Linked DNA regions of Sus scrofa: region 2 is linked to region 1. A link is a contact called in public HiChIP or PLAC-seq data. All regions are on one chromosome and are shown on one strand. The core of a region is the stretch at or near the end of the contact, and the rest is flanking DNA. Distances in the headings are between cores, read along the strand shown. Region 1 overlaps TRIM24 (transcription intermediary factor 1-alpha). Region 2 has its middle 46 kb from the start of TRIM24.

The links. HiChIP or PLAC-seq counts read pairs in DNA pulled down with a chosen protein or histone mark.
Region 2: a contact with region 1 is called in an H3K27ac HiChIP or PLAC-seq map of alveolar macrophages. The contact joins two enhancer-like sites. A contact is called at or near these places in 1 of 47 Hi-C or Micro-C datasets (embryonic fibroblasts) and 1 of 2 datasets of contacts at active chromatin or transcription factors (alveolar macrophages).

The regions. Positions count from the first base shown.
Region 1 is chr18:11,061,902-11,066,768 of Sscrofa11.1, forward strand. It overlaps TRIM24 (transcription intermediary factor 1-alpha), which reads right to left. Exons shown (of 19, transcript XM_021079187.1): 14 at 4,054-4,222; 15 at 1,706-2,034; 16 at 616-748. Among named protein-coding and RNA genes, the nearest start is that of TRIM24, 87 kb to the right of the region's middle. Within about 2 kb of position 3,315, at least 1 of the 83 cell types and tissues checked has an H3K27ac peak or open chromatin away from gene starts, as enhancers often do. A contact at or near this core is called in alveolar macrophages, where this site is marked.
Region 2 is chr18:11,195,793-11,200,002 of Sscrofa11.1, forward strand. No RefSeq gene overlaps it. Among named protein-coding and RNA genes, the nearest start is that of TRIM24, 46 kb to the left of the region's middle. Within about 2 kb of position 2,054, at least 11 of the 83 cell types and tissues checked have an H3K27ac peak or open chromatin away from gene starts, as enhancers often do. A contact at or near this core is called in alveolar macrophages, where this site is marked.

The DNA of each region.
Region 1 (4,867 bases), core at 2,065-4,564:
GCCAATTCTTTAGTCTTTTATGGCCATACCCTCGGCATACGGAGGTTCCCAGACTAGGGGTCCAGTTGGAGCTACAGCCACCGGCCCACGCCAGAGCCACAGCAATTTGGGATCCAAGCTGCATGTGCGACCTGCCCCACAGCTCATGGTAACACCGGATCCTTAACCCATTGAGTGAGGCCAGGGATCAAACCTGCATTCTCATGGGTAACAGTCAGGTGTACTAACCGCTGAGCCACAACGGGAACTCCATGGTGCCAATTCTTAACAAATTTTGAGGAAGAAAATATAACTGTAGCAGAAAATAAAACCAAAATTTACTGAAGTGGACTAAACTTTAAAGTCCAGACCACATGAAGTACCCTGTTCAATTATAGTATTTTAAGCTTCTAGAAAATGTATATATAGCACTGTGATTTTATTTAATTAAAAAAGTTACAATCTGCCACTACTTAAGATTCTTTTGTGTATGTGTGTGTGAGAAGAAAGGACTAAAGAAAAAAGAAGTCAGTATAAAATTTGATTGAAGGTACACTTCTTTGATGAAAGCACATCTCAATTACAATGGTGCATCTAACCAAAACGACTGTTTAATAGTCTGGGTTGGAAACTTACCCTTTTATCTATTGGTGTTAGTTTAACAAGGCCTTCAGTTTTCTTTTTTTCTGAGTTGTGACTGGGAGCATCACAATCATACTCAACTTCTGGTTTGGATAAGTCTCGGCAGAAAGTGCAAATCCACTCTCCACTGTTGGGGATAAAGCATTTGACTGAGTTCTTAATGCATCATTTCTGTCTTCACCTTCTCCCTAATCCCACCTCCTCCACGGCATCCATGATACACCATTACTTGTTTGGCATAAATTTTAAGCCCTGAGGATTTACCACATACACACGATGTACATGGCACCATGCTGAGAGCTTAACAGCAGAAGCACAACACAAGAGCTGAAGTGGTAAATGTTAGTCTAGTTAAGGAGGCATGAAATACATACACGAAGTAAACAACACAAGTGAACACACACATTAATCTATGGGTGATGTGAGGCACAAGTGACAAGCTCTTTTTCCAAGAAAAAGAAGCGCTCTTGGTTCTACTGTCATAACTTTGAAATTATAACGTAAATTCTTAAAAGTGCAGCCTTGAAAGAACTAAAAGGTCAACCCAGTGGATCTTCTTCATGTCACAGCGTCTATCTGTGGAGTTCCGCGGTGGTGCAGCAGGTTACGAATCTGACGGCGGTGGTGGAGGTCACAGCTGCGGCTCCGATTCGGTCCCTGGCCCAGGAAGTTCCATATGCTGCAAGAGCAGCCATTTAAAAAAAAAAAAAAAAAGAAAGAAAAAAAACAAAAAAAACAAAAACAAACCACAAGGATATAATAACACAGCTCAATGCCTGGCATGCACTAAACTATGGCAGTTGCTGTGCATAAGGACCATTGTTCTCTATGGTAACGTAACCCCCTTTAAAAGGGCCAGTTTTTGTTTTTGTTGTTTTTTCTTGTCAAAACAGAGTAGGTTTTTGAGAGAAGTACTGGGGATGGGAAACTGTATGTTGAAAAATTTTGGAGTATGAATTTATGCCACATAGACTTGCTTTTTTTTTTTTTACAGGGTTTTTATGTTACACTGCTCATCAAAACTTTATTGTGGTTATTATAGTGAGAGAAGGTACAGAAGAAAGAGAAGCAAGAGCTCTCTTACCTCGGAAAATTTGCCAGCGTGGGCACGTGACAAGACAGGTGGAATACTTTGGGACACTTCTCACAGCACAGGAGTTCCCCTCCGTTCTGACACACTGCACACCAGTCCTCATTGGGGTCGTCCTCTTTCCTTGTCTCTCCAACAAGAAGGGGGGACTTCTGGGAGGCATCCAGCCACTCTGACTTGCCAGTGGAGGAAGTTTCCTGGTGAAGCCCAGGTTGATCTCCTGTGCTATCAGGGGCGTCTGATCTTAGCACAGACTCCTCAGAAGCAGAGCTCTGACTGCTATTCAAGAGCAGGGACGTAAGTATGCTTCTTGGATAGTTGGTCTGCAAAGGCAAGAGGGAACACCCATGTGTGCATTTCTGAAATGGGCATGCTCTTGTTTTCTGAGCATGACTACGCTTCTGGACAGCAGACCGCTCACTCCTAAGCCCCCGGCTCGTTCAAAGCAATGTGTGACTCTGCATGAGACCAGAACATGCTTACAGCTAACTGTCCCTAATGGTACAGACAGGGGCCGCAACTGAAAAATATCTTCAGAACAGATCAGCAACAGTGAGGAGGTATGGAAAACACAGAAGAAAAACGTTTGGATCTGCTGATGGTTAAGAAGTGGAAGAATAGGGGGGTAGTACAGAAGTCATTCACATGAGCTGTAAATACGCCTTATAATAACTGTTAATTCCAATTACCTAAACACAAAACATGCCTATTGTAAATTTTTTTGTCATTCATAAAAAGGTGGAATTCCTATCCTGGCCAATGGGAAAAGGATCCAGTGTTGCCTCGAGCTGTGGTGTAGGTCACAGACATGGCTCAGATCTGGTGTTGCTGGGGCTGTGGCACAGGCTGGTGGCTACAGCTCCGATGGGACCCCTAGCCTGAGAACCTCCATGTGCCTTGGGTGCAGCCCTAAAAAGACATAAATAAATAAATAAATAAAATAAAAAGGTATACTGCTTTAAACCCTTAGAAGTAATTTCACTCCTCTAAGAGCCATTAATGAACCTAGGATGGTGAAAACTCCAAATTAATAACAGAATCTATTATATCATTAAATAGTTTTAAAATCTGAAGTAATAAATGGAGATTTAGTTAAAAGCATGGGTATATGACATCATTCCTTAGAGGCAATTATTTCCAAATTATTTAGCTTTTTCTTCTGCTAATTACTTCTATATTTCTAAATAACAGGGTATATAGGGTTATATTATAATTCTCAGGCTTTCAATTTGAAATATATTTTCAGTTTTAAATATACATATTTCCCCTAGAATGGGAGATTACATTTCTTCCTTCCTGGCTCTCCACACCCTCCTTACCCACACTTATACACCCATTCATAACATCCTCTTAACACAGTTTCATTAAGCACTGGTTTCCTTTGTTGGTGGGTGCCAGTTTAATTGTTTATAGCCAGCATCAATTCCCACTGGTCAATAACACTTCTGTACTGGTTAAGTATTCCGAAAAATCAATTTTGGTCAAAATGCATGTTTAGGTTATATTTAGGTATAGGTTTATATTTTAGGTAAATTTGTATTAAGGTATTTGTTCACATCATGATGACTACATATAAATACTGTTTATTGCATAACCACAAAATGTATGGTTACTGCACTTCCTTTTTCATCTTTTTGTTTTTCTTATGAGTCAATCATCCACTTATCTCTCTTTCTAGATGTCTATCTTGAAGTCATTCTGTCTCCAACAGGGCTTTAAGCTGCTTCTCAATATTGTCAAAACATTATTCTCCCCTGAAACATAGCCCTGGCAGAGTCTTCCATCCTCCTTCTACAGGGGGGTCCTGGCGGAGCTACTGTGCTGGGGACTCGCTACCCCGTCTCTGCCTTTCTTCTATATTAGATGCCATTTCTGGGATCCTATGGCTTCCTCTTTCTTGGTTTACTTCATTTTTGATGAAGCATATCCTCAAGTATCTTCCAGAGAATTAGTGCATGGAATTACAATTTTGAGACTCTCCATGCATGTCTAAAAATATTTAATCTTTACACATAGTTGATAATTTGCCTGGGTACAAAATCCTGGCTACAAAATACCTGTCCTCTCAAGTCCGCTATTTCTCTACTGTCTTCCAGCTTTGAGTGTGTGCTGAGGATGTGGTGACATTACGATGTCTAATCCATTAAATAAGATGTTTTTTCCTCTGGAGGCTTTTAGAATCTTCTGTTTTCCATCCATGTTTTTGTTTTAATTTACTGAGAGATTTCCTCAAATTCTGCAACCTTCAGACTATTTCCTTGCTTTTTATTTCCTATGAGCTATTTAAAAGTTCCTCTTATACCCCTCAAATAGAAATAGTATTGCAATCATAATATAATTACATTTTGAGGCCTAGATTCTTCATCTGATTCTTGCTTCACTATAACAACAGGAAAATCATAATTTTCAGGTGGTCCACTGTTTTCTTGTTTTATTCGGATTGGCTCCAACATGACCACTGGGACTTTGTGTGTAGAATCAGCTCCTGTTGGTTTGCTGGAAGAGCCAGAGCTGAAAGTATAAGAAAAAAGAAAGACTAAGAAAAAAAAATCTAAGAATGCTACTTTAAATATCTCAAAGCAAGGTATAACAAGAGCTTTAGGGAATAATCCTGCATCTTCATAGCAATGGTAACTATATTACATTAGCAATAAGTGACACAGAATTGATAATGCATCTCCTGTATGCAAAACAGTTTAATTAATGTATAAAAGATGTTCTACCTATTAACTTATCTAAATAAACAGTTACATTATATACCTGGAAAGATATTTCAATAAATTTATATAAAACCTATGTTAAAGGAAAACTGACTTCAATATCCTGAGGCTCTAAAATTGGGCAGATCTTAGAACGAGCATCTTTTTTTTTTTTTTTTTTTTTAGGTTTTCCAGTTTCCTTTGCGGGTCAGTGACAGAGATTTCTAGCTCACGTTAAAGATTTATTGTCACAAAGTGTGAAGAGAATTAACTAGGGACATAATTTATTGGTGTTCAACTATTTTAAAAAAGCCAGTGAGACAAAAGCCTTTTACAGATGGCTACTATGTTCTCACAAGATTGAAGGCAAACTTCCCCCCTTGCATATGCTTCCTTCCTATGGTTAGAAAATAAGAATCAGGTTCAGTCTATGAGTGGTTATGTGAAGCAGTGAGTT
Region 2 (4,210 bases), core at 804-3,303, 130 kb after region 1:
ATAAAAAAAATGAAAAAAAAAAATTAGCCGCAAGAAGTCTAAGTTGAGATTAACAGATGACATGTAGCGATGAGGAAATGAAATTCGTATTTTTGGCAAGACAAGGGAAATTCAAACATAATTTTTTTCCCTCTGCCCATTTGGGTCTCCTCCCTCCCCTTTAGTGGATATTGTGCACCTGCCTCCATCAGACCTCCTTAGGAGATAACCTTCCTTCTTAACCTTGAAAGGAGTCACAGTGACTCACTACTCACTTTATAACTGTGCTTTTCCTGGTAACCTCTCGTAACTTGTCTGTTGTGTATAAAATGTCAACACATCTTTTCATGTATAAGCCTTTGTCTCAAAAAATGTATGTAACAATCCTTTGACCTCTGATGGATGGAAGACTCCTCAGAGCTTTCTGAAACACTGTCTCCTCATGTTGGCTTCAATAAAATTTTCCTTTTTTTTTCTTGTTTGTTTCTTTTGTTTTTTGTTTTTTAGGGCCGCACCCACAGCATATGGAGGCTCCCAGGCTAGGGATCTAATTGGAGCTACAACTGCTGGCCTGCGCCAGAGCCACAGCAACGCCACATCTGAGCCGTGTCTGTGACCTACACCACAGCTCACAGCAATGCTGGATCCTTAACCCACTGGGTGAGGCCAGGGATTGAACCCACAACCTCATGGTTCCTAGTAAGATTCATTTCTGCTGCACCATGATGGGAAACTCCAAAATTTTCTATTTCTTTCATAGATTGAACATTGGTTAACTTTTTTGTTGATAGTGAGAAACTTTAGTATTCAGTTTAGGAGGCATAAGCTTGGGAGAGGTTGATTCAACATTAATAGGAAAACCTGTGAAACTTTTCTAACTGATTAGGCTGCAAAACTGGAAAACATATTATGAATCAGGAGCTGGAGATCTCCACTGAAGAGATGCAATATAGATGTGACCAGAGTATACGAGCTAAAATTCAAGCACTGGAGTTTGTAGTACTACTGCAGGTTTAAATTGAAATGTTTGTCAGTTAGGATTCAATTCAGCTGCAAGTAACAGAAAATCCCCAAATAACATTAGCTTAAACAAGATATAGCTCAATGTCCAGAGGAAGACTGTCTAAGGCTGATACCATGGCTCTATACAAAATCCTCAGGAATTCAAGCTACTTCCACCTTACTTCCCCATTGCAGTTAAAAAGTGGCTTGAGGGAGTTCCCGTAGTGGCGCAGTGGTTAAAGAATCCGACTAGGAACCATGAGGTTGCGGGTTCGGTCCCTGCCCTTGCTCAGTGGGTTAACGATCCGGCGTTGCCGTGAGCTGTGGTGTAGGTTGCAGACGCGGCTCGGATCCCGCGTTGCTGTGGCTCTGGTGTAGGCCGGTGGCTACAGCTCCGATTCAACCCCTAGCCTGGGAACCTCCATATGCCGCGGGAGCGGCCCAAGAAATAGCAATAACAACAACAACAAAAGACAAAAGACAAAAAAAAAAAAAAAAAAAAAAAAAAAAGTGGCTTGAGCTCATGGTCAAAGATGGAGCCATGGTTTTATTCATAGTGTGGGCAGCAGGGTGAGGAAGAGAGAAAGAATGGGCAAAGCAGGAGTTCCTATTGCGGTTCAGCGGTAATGAACCCAACTAGTAACCATGAGGATGCGGGTTAATGTCTGGTCTTGCTCAGTGGGTTAAGGATCCAGCATTGCCATGAGCTGTGGTGTAGGTCGCAGATGCATCTTGGATCTGGCGTTGCAGTGGCTGTGGCTTGGGCTGGTGGCTACAGCTCTGATTAGACCCCTAGCCTGGGAAACTCCATATGAAGCAGGTGCAAAAAAAAAAAAAAAAAAAAAAAAGAATGGGTAAAGCAGAAGTGCCAACTATCTACTAAGGGAAATTCTTGTTGCCATGTGATATTTCTGCTTATATTCCTGGGGCTAGAACTTGGTCACGTTGCCATACCTATTTGAAAAGCATCAAAGAAAATGTAGAATTCTTTTTGGTGTTCTGCCTGGCTATGCAACCAGTTGAAAATCTCTGACTAAGAACGAAAGTAAGAACAGATACTGAGAAGGAACCAGCAGTTCGTCTCACCACAGCCAGCCCTTCACACACACTTCCTGGTACACAGGGGAACCTCAGTATTTGTGAAGACATGTTGATGGTTTTTATCAGGTGCTTAAACACAAAAACACTCAAAATGAGAAGGTTGGGATTATGTACTCAAGTTGTTTTCACTTGGACCCATCAAGCTGGAAAGCCAGGAGGTGAAGACAGTGTACGACCACAGCTCCATTTACATTTTCTCTCATTAAAGTCCCTGCCCCTGGCATAGGAACACCGGGTAATGTACCTGAGAGTGACTGTGCCTGGCATGCTCAGTTACAGATCAAAGGATGCTGTTTTTCCCCTCTTCTTTATTGGGATGGTGCCAAACCACTTTGGACTCACTAAAGGAACCTCTCTCAACCGTCAGTTAGCTTCTTCATCATCTGCAACCATGTTAATAAATGAATTTGGGGAGTTCCTGTCTTGGCTCAGTGGTTAACGAATCTGACTAGGAACCATAAGGTTTCAGGTTTGAGTCCTGTCCTCACTCAGTGGGTTAAGGATCCGGCGTTGCCATGAGCTGTGGTGTAGGTCACAGACATGGTTCAGATCTGGTGTTGCTGTGGCTCTGGTGTAGGCCGGCGGCTGCAGCTCTGATTTGACCCCTAGCCTGGAACTTCCATATGCCGCAGGCATGGCCCTAGAAAAGGACCAAAAAAAACTGAATTGGAATAGGAATAACTCTTGGGTCCAAGTTTAGTAGTCAAGTGATTCTTTCTTTCTCTCTCTCTCTCTCTTTTTTTTTTTTTGGCTGCAGCATTCAGTGGCTTAATATGGGATCTTAGTTTTTAGACCAGGGATTGAACCTGGGCCGCAGTGGTGAAAGCACTGAATCCTAACCTCTAGACCACCAGGGAACTTCCCTAAAAGGCTGGTGAGTCTTAAACTTAGAAGTGCATAAGAGTTACCTGGTATATTTGTTGAAAATTATTATTCTTTTTTTCTTTTTTCTTTTTTCTCTTTTTACAATCGCTCCTGCAGCTTATGGAGGTTCCCAGGCTACTGGTTAAATCAGAGCTGCAGCTGCCAGCCTACACCACAGCAACACTGGATCTGAGCCACATCTGCAACCTATGTGGCAATGCCAGATACTTAACCCACTGAGTGAGGTCAGAGATTGAACCCACATCCTCAACACTGTGTCGGGTTCTTAACAAACTGAGCCACAATGGGGACTCTGAAAATTCTTATTCCTGAACCTCATTACTCAGATATTCTTTTTTTTTTTTTTTTTTTTTTTGGCTACCCTGCTGCATATGGAGTTCCCAGGCCAGGGATCAGATCTGAGCTGCAGTTGTGACTCCACACAGCTGTGGCATGCCAGATCCTTTAACTCACAGTGTCAAGCGGGGATCAAACCTGGGTTCTGGTACTGCAGAGGCACTGCTGAGCCTGTTCTGCCACAGTGGGAACTCCTGCTCAGATATTCTGATTTAGTGTCAGATAAGGAGTAGGACCTGCAATCTATATTTTAACAAGTTTTTCAGATAATTTCAACACTTACATGGAGAACAACACTATCCAACAGGAATATATTGTGAGGCATATGTCATTTTAAATTTCCCTAGTAGTCACTTAAAAAAAAAAGCAAAAGGAAGAGTATATATCTAAAACATGATCATTCAGGCATGTAATCAGCATAAAAATTATTAATGAAGCATTTTACATTTTTTACATACGAAGTCCTCAAAGCCTGGTGGGGATATTACACTTATGACACACCTCAGTTTGCACCTTCCATACTTCAAATGCTCCATCACCATGTGAGGCCATGGCTCTTACACTGTGTAGGTCAGGTTTAGAAGATCAGACCGCGCTAGACTGAAACTACGGAGGTCAAAGACTGCACTTCATTCTTCTATTAGTAGAGCCTAGCAAAGTGGCCAGAATGTAGGAAATGTTCAGGAGATGCTGGTTGGCTAGTTAGTCACACTAACACTTTGGGCAATAATCCCGTGAAGCTGCGTGCCTATGGTTGTTAGTGCGGCTCAGAAAAGAGCCCCAGGTTTTTCGGGGAGGGAGGAACAGAAATTTCTGGGGTGTTCAGAAGTCTGCTAGGGCAGTTAATAGCTAATGGATAGGATTCTATTAAAAATAACTTCAAAGGCAGGGAGGGAGGAAGGACTAA